Regions from separate parts of the Mus musculus genome. Here all the other regions are linked to region 1. Evidence: chromatin contacts called from public promoter capture Hi-C and targeted proximity ligation data. All regions are on one chromosome and are shown on one strand. The core of a region is the stretch at or near the end of the contact, and the rest is flanking DNA. Distances in the headings are between cores, read along the strand shown.

What was found. Promoter capture Hi-C pulls out the DNA fragments that hold promoters and counts their contacts.
Region 2: a contact with region 1 is called in a targeted proximity ligation map of embryonic forebrain, with 3 times the contacts expected there. A contact is called at or near these places in 1 of 39 promoter capture datasets (liver) and 2 of 130 datasets of targeted methods (embryonic forebrain and pancreatic cancer cells).
Region 3: a promoter capture Hi-C map of liver shows a contact between it and region 1, with 3 times the contacts expected there. A contact is called at or near these places in 5 of 39 promoter capture datasets (the 3T3-L1 cell line, 3T3-L1-derived adipocytes, the SN4741 cell line and 2 more), 1 of 484 Hi-C or Micro-C datasets (embryonic stem cells) and 1 of 130 datasets of targeted methods (pancreatic cancer cells).
Region 4: a targeted proximity ligation map of pancreatic cancer cells shows a contact between it and region 1. A contact is called at or near these places in 1 of 39 promoter capture datasets (liver) and 2 of 130 datasets of targeted methods (embryonic stem cells and pancreatic cancer cells).

Annotation. Positions count from the first base shown.
Region 1 is chr19:5,066,750-5,069,399 of GRCm38.p6, reverse strand. Cd248 (CD248 antigen, endosialin) reads right to left here and starts at 1,322. Exons shown (of 1, transcript NM_054042.2): 1 at 1-1,322. The coding sequence starts at 1,274.
Region 2 is chr19:6,059,846-6,062,495 of GRCm38.p6, reverse strand. It overlaps Znhit2 (zinc finger, HIT domain containing 2), which reads right to left and starts at 1,289. Exons shown (of 1, transcript NM_013859.2): 1 at 28-1,289. The coding sequence starts at 1,269. The coding sequence ends at 70.
Region 3 is chr19:4,212,929-4,215,578 of GRCm38.p6, reverse strand. It overlaps Clcf1 (cardiotrophin-like cytokine factor 1), which reads right to left and starts at 1,341. Exons shown (of 3, transcript NM_019952.5): 1 at 1,079-1,341. The coding sequence starts at 1,094. Gm45928 (predicted gene, 45928) reads right to left here and starts at 1,154. Exons shown (of 4, transcript NR_132309.2): 1 at 1,079-1,154. LOC102631992 (a long non-coding RNA gene) reads left to right here. Exons shown (of 4, transcript XR_003952884.1): 3 at 1-2,529.
Region 4 is chr19:4,267,871-4,270,520 of GRCm38.p6, reverse strand. It overlaps Ssh3 (slingshot protein phosphatase 3), which reads left to right and starts at 1,288. Exons shown (of 14, transcript NM_198113.3): 1 at 1,288-1,506; 2 at 1,936-1,976; 3 at 2,543-2,650. The coding sequence starts at 1,441. It overlaps Ankrd13d (ankyrin repeat domain 13 family, member D), which reads left to right. Exons shown (of 15, transcript NM_026720.2): 15 at 1-341. The coding sequence ends at 185.

The sequences.
Region 1 (2,650 bases), core at 73-2,572:
AGGTGCAATCTCTGAGGCTCTCCATCCTGTGGGAAGTTGGGCCTATAGGGCAGGCCAAAGTCAGGTGGATGTGTAGGTGCCAGCCATAGGATCCCCTGTTCCTCTGTCCAGGTGCCATCAAAGTCCTCCCAGGGCTCCTCTTCATCCTCCCCTTCTTCTCCATCATCCAGCAACTCATCTCTGAGATCCTGGGAAGCCTGGGCACCCATGGCTCCTGCAGGGCTACAGCTGATACCATCTGCCTCAAGCTCGTGACCCTCGCTGCAGTAACACTCAAAGCCACCAACATAGTTGACACACATCTGCTGGCACACACCAGCAATCTGGCACTCATCCGTGTCCACGCAGCGGTGTGGATCATCCTCAGCTGGCCGGAAGCCAAGGCGACAGTGGCAGCTATAGCCTTGTGGCCCTCCAGGTTCACACTGCTGCTCACAGGGGGCCTGGGCACAGGGGTCTTCACAACTGTGCCCATCTGCTGCTAGACGGAAGCCTTCACTGCAGCGGCAGGACACAGCACCGTCCACCTCTTCCACACACTCATGTTCGCAACCCCCATTGTCAGGACCACAGCCAGTCCCTGGGCACAGCGGGCCAGTCTGGGACCAGCCCACGCCACCTGAAGGCTGTTTCACGCACAGCAGAGAAGCTCCCCTGCCAGCTTGGCACTGCACAGCTGCCACGGAGCCAAAGGGCAGCCATTCGAACTCGCTGGAAACCAGGTTGAAGGGTGTGGTGTAGACAGCGGGACCGGCCTGACCCACCTCAAGCGGCAAGGCAGGGCAGGCACCCTCAAAACCAAACTGGCAGAGGTAGCCATCGACAGCCAGTGTGCACGAGCCTTCGAGCCAGCGATGCTCTCCGCTGGCCTCAAGGGCTGCACAGCGCTGGGCTGGGCAGGGTCCTTCCGTAGCCGGCTGGGCCCAGTTGGTGAAGGCGGTGTCCTGGTCTCCCGTGGTCCATATGAAGCCCCGCAGTGGGCGCTGCGGCTGGCATTGCCTAGCCTGCCGCTGCAACCCAATCCATAGCAGCCCGTTGGCCGGCCCGACCCCCACCAGGCTGTCCACACGCTGGGCCTCCTCTGGGGTCCGCGGTGTGGCCAGGTTGCCCCCCAATTCGCGGCACGCCCGCCAAGCTTCCAGGAATGTGCGGCGCCGGGGAAAGAGCGCGTAGCAGCTGCTGGGGCCGCACGCGGCTCGAGGCTCCGGCGTCCAGGGGACCTGGCCCAGTGCGGGCACCGCGGCCACCCAGGCCAGCAGCAGGCGCAGCAGCATCGCGACGCCCCCCGACTGGCCCGGCTCGGGCCTGCCGCTGCTCTTGACAGGGGGAGGGATCAAGGCCTCTGGCGGGAGGGCCGGGGGCGGGCCCGGCGGACTCACGCCTTGTAAGGAGTGGGCTGGGGCCGCTGCCAGCTCCCCTGCTAGCTCCCCGGGGGCTGCTGGAGCAGGAAGCAGTGGGGTGGGGGGGGTTCTGGGGTGAGAGGCGAAGGGCAGAGGAGGGGGGAGGTACAACTAACGGGCTACCTCAGGCGTTACAGAGCTGAGAGTCAGGGAAAAGGGAACCTGTCTGTCTGAGAAGCATCCCCAGTCAACCCTCTGAAACTTCAGCGTTGTTTGCAGCTAAGGCAGCTGGGGTGAAGCTGTCTTCCAGAGAGACTCCCGAAAGCCGGGATCTGGATTCACCAGTATCAGTATACTGGCTGCATTCTGAGCTCAACGACTTGATCGGGCCAGCCCTTTCTCATCACACATATGTGAACGACTCCTTCCAAGCCTGGCAAGAGCATCTTCTCTGACACCCTATCTAAGGCCGCCAAACCCCAGCCTCACACACGCAGCTCTCCTGACATGCTGTGTATGCCCTTAGGTGGATAAGCTAGGATGATGTGGCCTGCTAAACGGTCTCAACGATGAGGCCCCACCCATTCCTGCCTGGGCCCTGCGTGAGAATCAACTTGATAACCTCCTTGAGAACCACCTCAACCAGACACGTATTTGATGAGCCCTTCGCTCAGCCTACCTCACTCCCAAGTTTTTTTGGCTCCAGCAGGACCAGCATTAGGGGTTAGGGAGGGGGGAGGAGGCCAAGGCCTGCTCTCTCCTTACCCTGGCTCAGTCAGGGGCCCTGGGAACCTGGGCTTAGAGCGGGAGGAGGCTGCCCCCTAACAGGAAATGCCTCTCCAGGCTTCTGCTGCAGGAAGGCAGGGTGCATGACTCTGGGCTCTGTGGAGACTGAGCTCTGCTCAGGGTGAGCACGGCTGCTATGAGGGGACCTGTGCAAGACCATGTATGGGCATGGGGACACAACAGGATAGTAAGTGTGACACAGGCATCACATTGTCCTCCTTACTCCCAGGGTCCTCTTCCAGCCCTTCCTGGAGGCCTCTGGAGGTTTGCACACTGGGCCAGGCACCCAGGGTGGCCCTGGGATTCTGTGTGAAGGATTAACCCCTGCATTCTCTTTTTACCTTTATTTATTTATTTATTTATTTTTAAGAGATGGAGTTTGCTCTGTTGCCAAGGCTATTCCAAACTCCTGGATTCTAAGTAGCAGGTACTACAGTCACCCAACACCAGGTAATCCTTTTATACCCTTGGGGTTTTTTGTTTGTTTGTTTGTTTGTTTTGGTTTTCTGAGACAGGGTTTCTCT
Region 2 (2,650 bases), core at 40-2,539, 990 kb before region 1:
TTACGGAAAAGGCACTGCTGACATTCGGGCAGACCAGACACATCTTTATTAATGACATGGATACCCAGTTCAGCCAGGGAGTTCCTCAATGAGAGTCCTTGGAGTGGGTGGCACTGGGCCTCCCCAAAGCCGTTCTAACTCTCCAGTAAGCGTTGCCATCTCCTCAGCTGTCACAGCATGGGCTCGGTGGGCTCTGGCACAGTCTAGCGCCAGGGGTGTGAGGGCAGCCTCGTTTTCGTTGGTCCAAGCCAGCAGGAACTGGCACTTCTTCCGAGCCCGGTAAAGTCGATCTCGCTCTCCACCAATCACAGCCTGCTTCCGGGCTCGTCCCAGGGTCTGAGCTAGGTGCCCCAGTGCTGTCAGAGTGTAGCCTTTCTGATTGACTGGACCCTCGCCCAGCAGGATTCGGGCAACTTCTTGCATAGCACCCCGCGTACCCAGGGGCCCAGGTGGGTGCTCGCCCGCTTCCAGTACGTGGGCTGCGGCCTGCAGGGCTTCCTCTGTAGAGCCAAAGACTTGCTGGGCTCCCAGGGCCCCAGAAACATCGAGCAGGGTGGCACAGAAGTCAGAGAGTAGCGCGTCGTCGTCCCCTCCATGATACAGGGCGAGAGTATGAGCGTAGGCGAACAGCACGTTGGGCAGCTGGAAGCGCACCAGCGGCGATGCCGGGCTGCGGCTCAGACTGGCCAGTGCTGGGATGCGAGCAGGCAATGCTAGCGGTCTGGCGGCACAGGAGTCTTCAGCAAATGGCTCTGCGGCAGCGGCATCATCCCCAGATTGCAGCGCGGTCCTCGCAGGGGCGGGCTCCGGCTCCGCAAGATCTCTGTTCGCGGCATGATCCAGCTCCTCCAGCAAACGTGGGCCGGTGCCGCGGCCCCACCACCAGGGCCGCCACGGAGGCAGAAGGCGTCCGGCTTCGCCACGGCTCAGCAGCCGCTCGAACGCCGCCTTCTCAGCCGGCGTTAAACGTTCCCAAAGTCCAGAAAGGCCGCCCGGCCGCGCCCCGGGCCCGAGGCCTGCTTCCTCGGGCTCATCCTCGGCCTCGCGTTGTTCGCGCAGCCGGCGTAACGCGCCCGCCAGACGGCTGGGCGAAGCGCTTCGGCCACGGAGCTCTCGCAGCACTTGGTCGCGGTAAAAGTCTTCGGCGCAGGCGCCGTGCGCCCGGTAGCAGCGCAGCGAGCAGTAGGGAGCATTGCAGCGCGGGCAGGTGTAGCGCGCAGGCAGCGCTTCCCCGGCCGGGCAGAAGCCGCAGAGCCCAGCGGGCTCCATGGAAACTGGTGCCGCCTGTCCCGTATCAGCTCCGCCACTTCCGGCGCTTCTTTGGTTATTTCCGCCTTTATGTGTGGGGGTGGTTGGCGGGCGTGGCCTCCTTTCCGCACATTTCCGAAACTTCTCGGTAACTTTCGTGTCTCCAGTACTTCTTTGAGCAAGCGCAGAAGTCGTCCAAACTCTTCCAAAGGAACAGGTTTGCTCGCCGAATTTGGGAAAATCATGTCGCTAATCCCAGTTTGTTCTTTATGGTTGTACCAAATTGTACAAAAATAAACTACCTTTTAAATAACAAAACTAACCACCACCACCACCAAACAACACACCAGGGTCTTAGCAGGGCGTAGTGGCATACGCTTTTAATCCCAGCGTTGGCAAAGGTAGTCTGATTTCTGTGAGTTCCTGTAGTCAGTGCTTTCCAGGATACAGCTACATAGTCATGCTCTATCTTGAAAAAAGAAAAGGCCAACAAAATAATAACAACAGGCCGGACAGTGGTGGCGCACGCCTTTAATCCCAGCACTTGGGAGGCTGAGGCAGGCGGATTTTTGAGTTACGAGGCCAGCCTGGTCTACAGAGTGAGTTCCAGGACAGCCAGGGCTACACAGAGAAACCCTGTCTCGAAAAAATATTATTGATAATAATAACAGACAAAAATAAATGAATAAACCCGACATGTTTAACAAATCTGGAGCTCAAAATACGTAACACGTAAGCATATCAAATTGAGGCCAGCCTGGGCCTATGTGAGACCCTGAATCAAACAAACAAACAAACAAAAAACAACAAAACGATAACGAGGGGCTGGAAAGATGGCTTAGCAGTTAAGAGCACTGACTACTTCCAGAGGTCCTGAGTTCAAATCCCAGTAACCACATGGTGGCTCACAACCATCCATAATGAGATCTGATGCCCTCTTCTGAGGTGTCTGAAGTCAGCTACAGTGTACTTACATATAATAAATAAATCTCTTTTAAAAACCAACAATGTGGGCTGGTGAGATGGCTCAGTGGGTAAGAGCACCCGATTGCTCTTCCAAAGGTCCCGAGTTCAAATCCCAGAAACCACATGGTGGCTCACAACCATCTGTAATGAGATCTGACTCCTTCTGGAGTGTCTGAGGACAGCTACAGTGTACTTACATATAATAAATAAATAAATCTTAAAAAACAAACAAAAAAAAAAAAACAATGTTTTCCCTCAAGTTGTGTTGAAATTTAGTTTGTATTGTTAAGCATTATGAGGTCTATAGAGGGGTAGATGGGTGATCTGCCTTAGTGGATCATCTATAGGGCATGCCTGTAACAAAAACACTAGTGCCGTCATAATGGAAAGTGAACCAACACAAACCCAAAAGCTGTCTGGCAGAGCCCATAGAATC
Region 3 (2,650 bases), core at 92-2,591, 850 kb after region 1:
TGGCAGTTCGCTGGCCCTACCTTCTCGACCGTGACCTCTCGATCTCGGACCCCTCCCGGCGGCGATGGCGCCTTCCCCTTGTGTGGCCCCGGCGCCCCCGGCCCCGCCCCCCCGTTCGCTCCCTTCCCGGCGGCGGCGGGGGCGGAGGCGGGGTCCGGGCGTTGGGCTTCGGGGCTCGGCTGAGCCGCTGCCCGCTCCGGCGCGTCCACTCCCTGCCTGGCCCGCCCTCCTGCCACGGGCCGCCTAGCCAGGCAGCCGCTCGAGGGGCTGCCGGCAGTCTCGGCGCTCCCGGCCGCTGACGGACTTTTTCCTGCTGGGTCCGGCCAGGCTGCGTCTCCCCCACAACACCCTCCTGCAGTAATCACTCCCAGGCCACCGCGGGCTCGGGGCCCCGGCCACCCCGCCGCGCCTACCTGCCTCTGGCTCCCAGGCGGTGGGCAGCATGGAGGGCTCCGGCCACGCCGCGCGCAGCGTAGTAACCGGAGTCCCGTGGCGGCCCGGCCCGGCCCGGCCCGGCCCAGCTAGGTTTGCTCTGCCCTCCGCCCTCCTCTCGCGCGCCCTCCTGCCCTCCCCGCGGGCCGAGGAAGGAGTTCAGCGCGGCCCGAGGTGTCGGCCTCCCCCTCGCTTCCCGCTGCTCGGCCGCGGGCTCCCCCTCTGCCTCTCTCCCTCCCTCTTCCTCTCCTGGCCCCCTCCTCCCTTGCGCCGCGGCCCCCCCCCCACACCCTCGCTGCCCGCCTCGGACTCGCTCGCCCCGATTCTGGCGCGGGGCTCTGTGTCCGCGGGTTCCCTGGGACCCCGCCTCGCCGCGGCTCCAGGTGGCCGCCCGTCCAGGTCTGAGGGTTGTCCAGGCTCCCCGCCGCGTTCTCAGCCACCTCCTGGCTCCGCCAAGCGGACTCCAGGAATGCCGCGTCCCCACCCGGCCCCTCTCGAGGGCGCCCGGCCGTACCTCCCCAGCCCGAGCTCTGCTCCCCGGCCCGGCCCGGGCTTGGGGCTCCGAGGGTGGGGAGGAGGACGGGAACCGGATCTCACTGGTGCTGGGCGGGGGCGGAGGCCTCGGCCTCGGACGCCTGGCTCCTACCTGCTCGGAGGTCCATGGGGCTGGGGGCCGGGCCGGCCGGGCGCGGCTCCTCTCCCAGAGGCTGGCGGAGTGGGAGGGCGAGCCGCGGCTCCGGCGAAGCTTTAATAATCCCATCCGCCAGGCCCACTCGCAGGTTTTTTTCTCTCGGTTTCGCATTTTTTTTTCGGTGTGGGACATTCTGCAAACTTTTTTTTTTCTGACGTGTAAAGCTGTAACCACAAATTGTAGCAGCCCTCCCCGGGTGGGGGGAAGAGGGGGGAGGAGGGAAGGGAGGGCTTCTGGGGCTCCTCTCCCTCCCACAACACTGAGGGGGGGGGTGGTGAGGTGAGGCAAGGCTGCGACGGTACCACCCTAGGCCTCCTGGGGGAGGGGGCAGGGAGGGCATCGTCCCTCGGCAAACTCCTGAGAGCTTGGAAAGGGAGCTGGCCTTGGTGTGGGCTTCTTCCTTGGTGTCGGCCAAGGCATGCTGGCCTTCTTCCCTCTGCTCATTGCCGGGTTGAGGGTCCCTGTACCCACTCTACCTCTGCCTCTTCATTCTAACCTTCCCTCCCCCTCCCACTTGAGTAAATGCAATGACACATTCTCTCAAATGCCAGCAAGCTGGCCTCCAAGCAAGTGATGGTGTTTTTCCTGCTGCCCTTTGTCTGGGCTGACCGCCCCCCTTGCCTATTGTCCCGCCACTTGTCCCACTTCCAAAAGCTAGAGCTAAGTGTGGCGCCAGGGGCTGGGGCAGGTGACTAACCAGCTCACAATGCCCCCTGAGGAGGGGAGAGGGCACCAGGGCCCAGCTTCTCAGTCAAGTTCACAAGGGTTTTCATTCTTCCCGGTGACCAGGGAGAGTGCACATGGGTGGGGGATTTGTAATTCATTAATCAGCACAAGGCACCGGACCAGTTTCAACACCAGAGGCTTCACGGGTGACTCAGCGGGAACTCGAAGATTCAAGGCCATGGATAGACCCAGCATCCCGTTAGTGAAAAGCTTCCCCATCGAGACATTTGGCATCCTCTTCCCTTTGGGGGTTTGGGTTGTTGGTTTTTCCGGTGGTGAGGTAGGGGTGGTTTGGCTAAGAGCATTCTCCCTCCTTCCCCTCAGGCCTGGGTTGGGACTTTCTGAGTGGGAGACCTAGGGGACCCATAAGCCTAGACCCTCCCAGGAGGGTCTCCTTTCCTCCTCCTTCCTCCCTCTCCAGAGGGCTGCCAGGGAGAGCGAGGGAGCATGAGAGCTAGTGCAGAGGAAACAGCTGTCATCTGGGGCTTGGAGGCAGCCCCATTCTGTGATTTTTCTTGGGGGACAGTCATTTGGTCCCCAAGTCTTGGGTGCTTGTAGAAGCATTCCACCAATTAAGTCATCTGATAAGTTGCTGTGTTGTTTCTCTGTAGTCTCACCAGGGGTAGATAGCGGTGGCAGCCAGCCGTGGAAGGTGATGCCTGTCTCTGGAATGGCATGAGGTATTCACCCCCCCCCCCACTTCTGCTGGGACCCCTGGGAAAGGAGGGCACTCTGCCAGTCCAACACAGCCCCTCCAGCCTGTGGGTCAGCGTGGGCATCAGTCATGGCCAGTGCTAGTTT
Region 4 (2,650 bases), core at 39-2,538, 800 kb after region 1:
CAGAGTCCAGGGGTCCAGAATCTCCTCAGAAGACACCTCCATCCCCTGCACCCCCAAGCTTTGAGGAGCAGCTTCGCCTGGCCCTGGAGTTGTCTTCAAGGGAACAGGAGGAGTTGGAGCGACGGGGTCAGCAGGAAGAAGACGACTTACAGCGGATCCTGCAGCTGTCACTCACAGAGCACTGAGTTGCCTGGCCTTGGGACGGCTCCCCAGGGCCATGCCTTCTGCCTGGTTTTGTAATTTATTTATTTATAAACTGTCTGCTGCTGAGCTTGGGACCTGGGCACTGAAGATAGGCTAGCAGTGAGACTGAGGTGGAAATAAAGAGACCATCAGCAGTAGGCTTGCTGTCCTGCGTGGTCTGGAACCAAGGGGACACTGGATGGGGTTACTGATGGGTAGTCCTCGCTGGAGCTGGCACTGAGCAGCTTTGGAGCCTCCATTTCTACAGCTAGAAAATAAGACCACTTCTCACGGGGCAGGAGTTCCTGGAGATTCTGAAATTTCCCTGGATGCTACCCCAACCCCAGGTTCTGCCTGCCACCCAGCCTGATGGTCCATACTCCCGCTGGGCTGGGTCTTCCTATTCTACCTACTGGGGGAAGCTCCCACCTCATCCCCAAAACTCAGGCACAGGTTCCCCCTGTTTCAAGTATTTTCTACCAGAATGAACCTTTAAGCAAGTCACTCTCTGGGGAAGGGGCTCAGCCCTGTCCTAGTCACCCCTAGGGTGGACCTGAAATGCGTACAGGTATTGGGGACTATTGCAAAAATTCCAAAAAGGCCTTCTGTTCTCCCAGATCTTCTCAAGAGTAGAGGAATGACAGCCAAGCAGAAAAGAGAGCAAGTTTGGAATGGGGTGGTAGATTTAAGACCCATTGCCTCCCAGGTATGGTGGCGCATGCCTCTAATTCTAGTGCTTGGGAGGCAGAGGCAGGTGGATCTCTGGGTTTTAGGCGACTTGCTCTATATAATGAGTTTCAGGTCTGTCAGCTACATAGTGAGACCCTGTCTCAAAAACAAAACTGTTGCCCTTGCTCCTTCCTTTCCAAGAAACCATAGCATAAACCAAACAGTGGGGGTCCAAGTCTTACTGGGTGCAGCAAGAAGGGTTGAAAGCCTTCTGTGGGCAAAGCGACCAAAGCAGGGAAAGTGAGGTCTGGGCTCACCTGCGCCACGCCCTTGACCACGCCTCTAGCGCGGTCGGGGCGGGGCAAGCTGAACCGAGACCGCAGGGGCGGGGCCGCTGTCGCTCGGTACCAGCTCTACGCGACCAGACTGGTCATGAGTCGGGCCCTTTAAGGGCCGCTCCCGAGGAGGTGCCAGGCCCTGGTGGCTCCAATCTCTTCTTCCTGGTTGTGCGAAGGCAGGGACTGACCGTAAGGCTGAGGGAGGGGTCGTGCCGGGTGTTCGCCCAGGTGTTCCGGGCCTGCCTACCTTATGGCGCTGGTCACAGTGAGTCGCTCGCCGCCGGCAAGTGGCCACTCCACGCCTGTGGGACCCACGGTGAGTTTAGCTTGGTTTTACGCTCTTACAGTTGGCTGCCAAGGTAGGCCTTAGGGAGCAAGTCCTGCCCCTAGCAGACGGCTGGGAGTAGGCGGAGGGGGACCTTGAGTCTCACGTTTTAAGGCACTTGGGAGGCCCTGAGGCTCCCAGGAGCTCGACGTAGGTAGATGCGGAATCCTGAGAACCGCCCGGGTCTGTTGAAGCCCAGATCTGCCCAAATACCTCCCACACTCTGCAACCCCCTATCCTTGCAGCACTGCTGTACCTGGACTTAGGCCGGGTTTCTCTGGGGCCTGTTGGAGGGGAGCGGCTTCAGAGGAAAGAGATTTCTTTTCCACCTAGCGCTCCCTTGTAGGAAGAGGAGAGGCTTTTGGGTGCTTCCTGTCCTGGAAGCTGCTCTCTTACTCTATTCCCGGGCTGCTTTCTCAGCAGGACCGAGTGGTAAGACGCAGAGGCCGGCTCCAGCGCAGGTGAGTTCTGTCTGACAAATGCTTCCTTATAGCCTGTGGCCTAGCTGCTGCCATTGTGGACTCCTGATGTCTTGCTTGGACCAAGGACTCACTTAAGTATTGTCAGATAAACTCATGCTTAGGTGGGAGGCAGATGCTGTGGGTGGAGCTGGCAAACATCACATCTCTGGCTTGTGGAAGAACCAGCATGGTTAACTTAGCCCTGGCCAGTAGATGCTTTCACACATTACCTGGACCTTGGCTCGCCCAGTAATCCCAGGACCAAGGGCAGGATGGGACCTGAAGGAGTATAAGTGCTTAAACAAGTTTATAGCATCTGAGTCCACCCCGAAAAGGAACACATTCCAAAGGTGCAAAACAAGGTGAGGAGGAGCCTGAGAGCCCAAGGCTGGCTCTAGGTGCCTACCGCTATCAGGGTCCTGGTTACAAAAGTGCAAACTGTGCCTCACTCCGGCCCATCTGACTCTGGAGAGCGGGCCAGCAGCCCACTTCCGCCAGCCAGGGGACTCAGCCTCCCTAAAGTTTGAAAACCTATGACCTGAACCATGTCCCCATCGCTCTGCCAGGCAGAGTTTTGCGGTGCTCCGAGGGGCTGTCCTGGGACTTCAGGATGGAGGGGACAGTAATGTTGCATCTGAGGCTGACTCTGAGCCAATGGAGGAACCCTCAGGTGA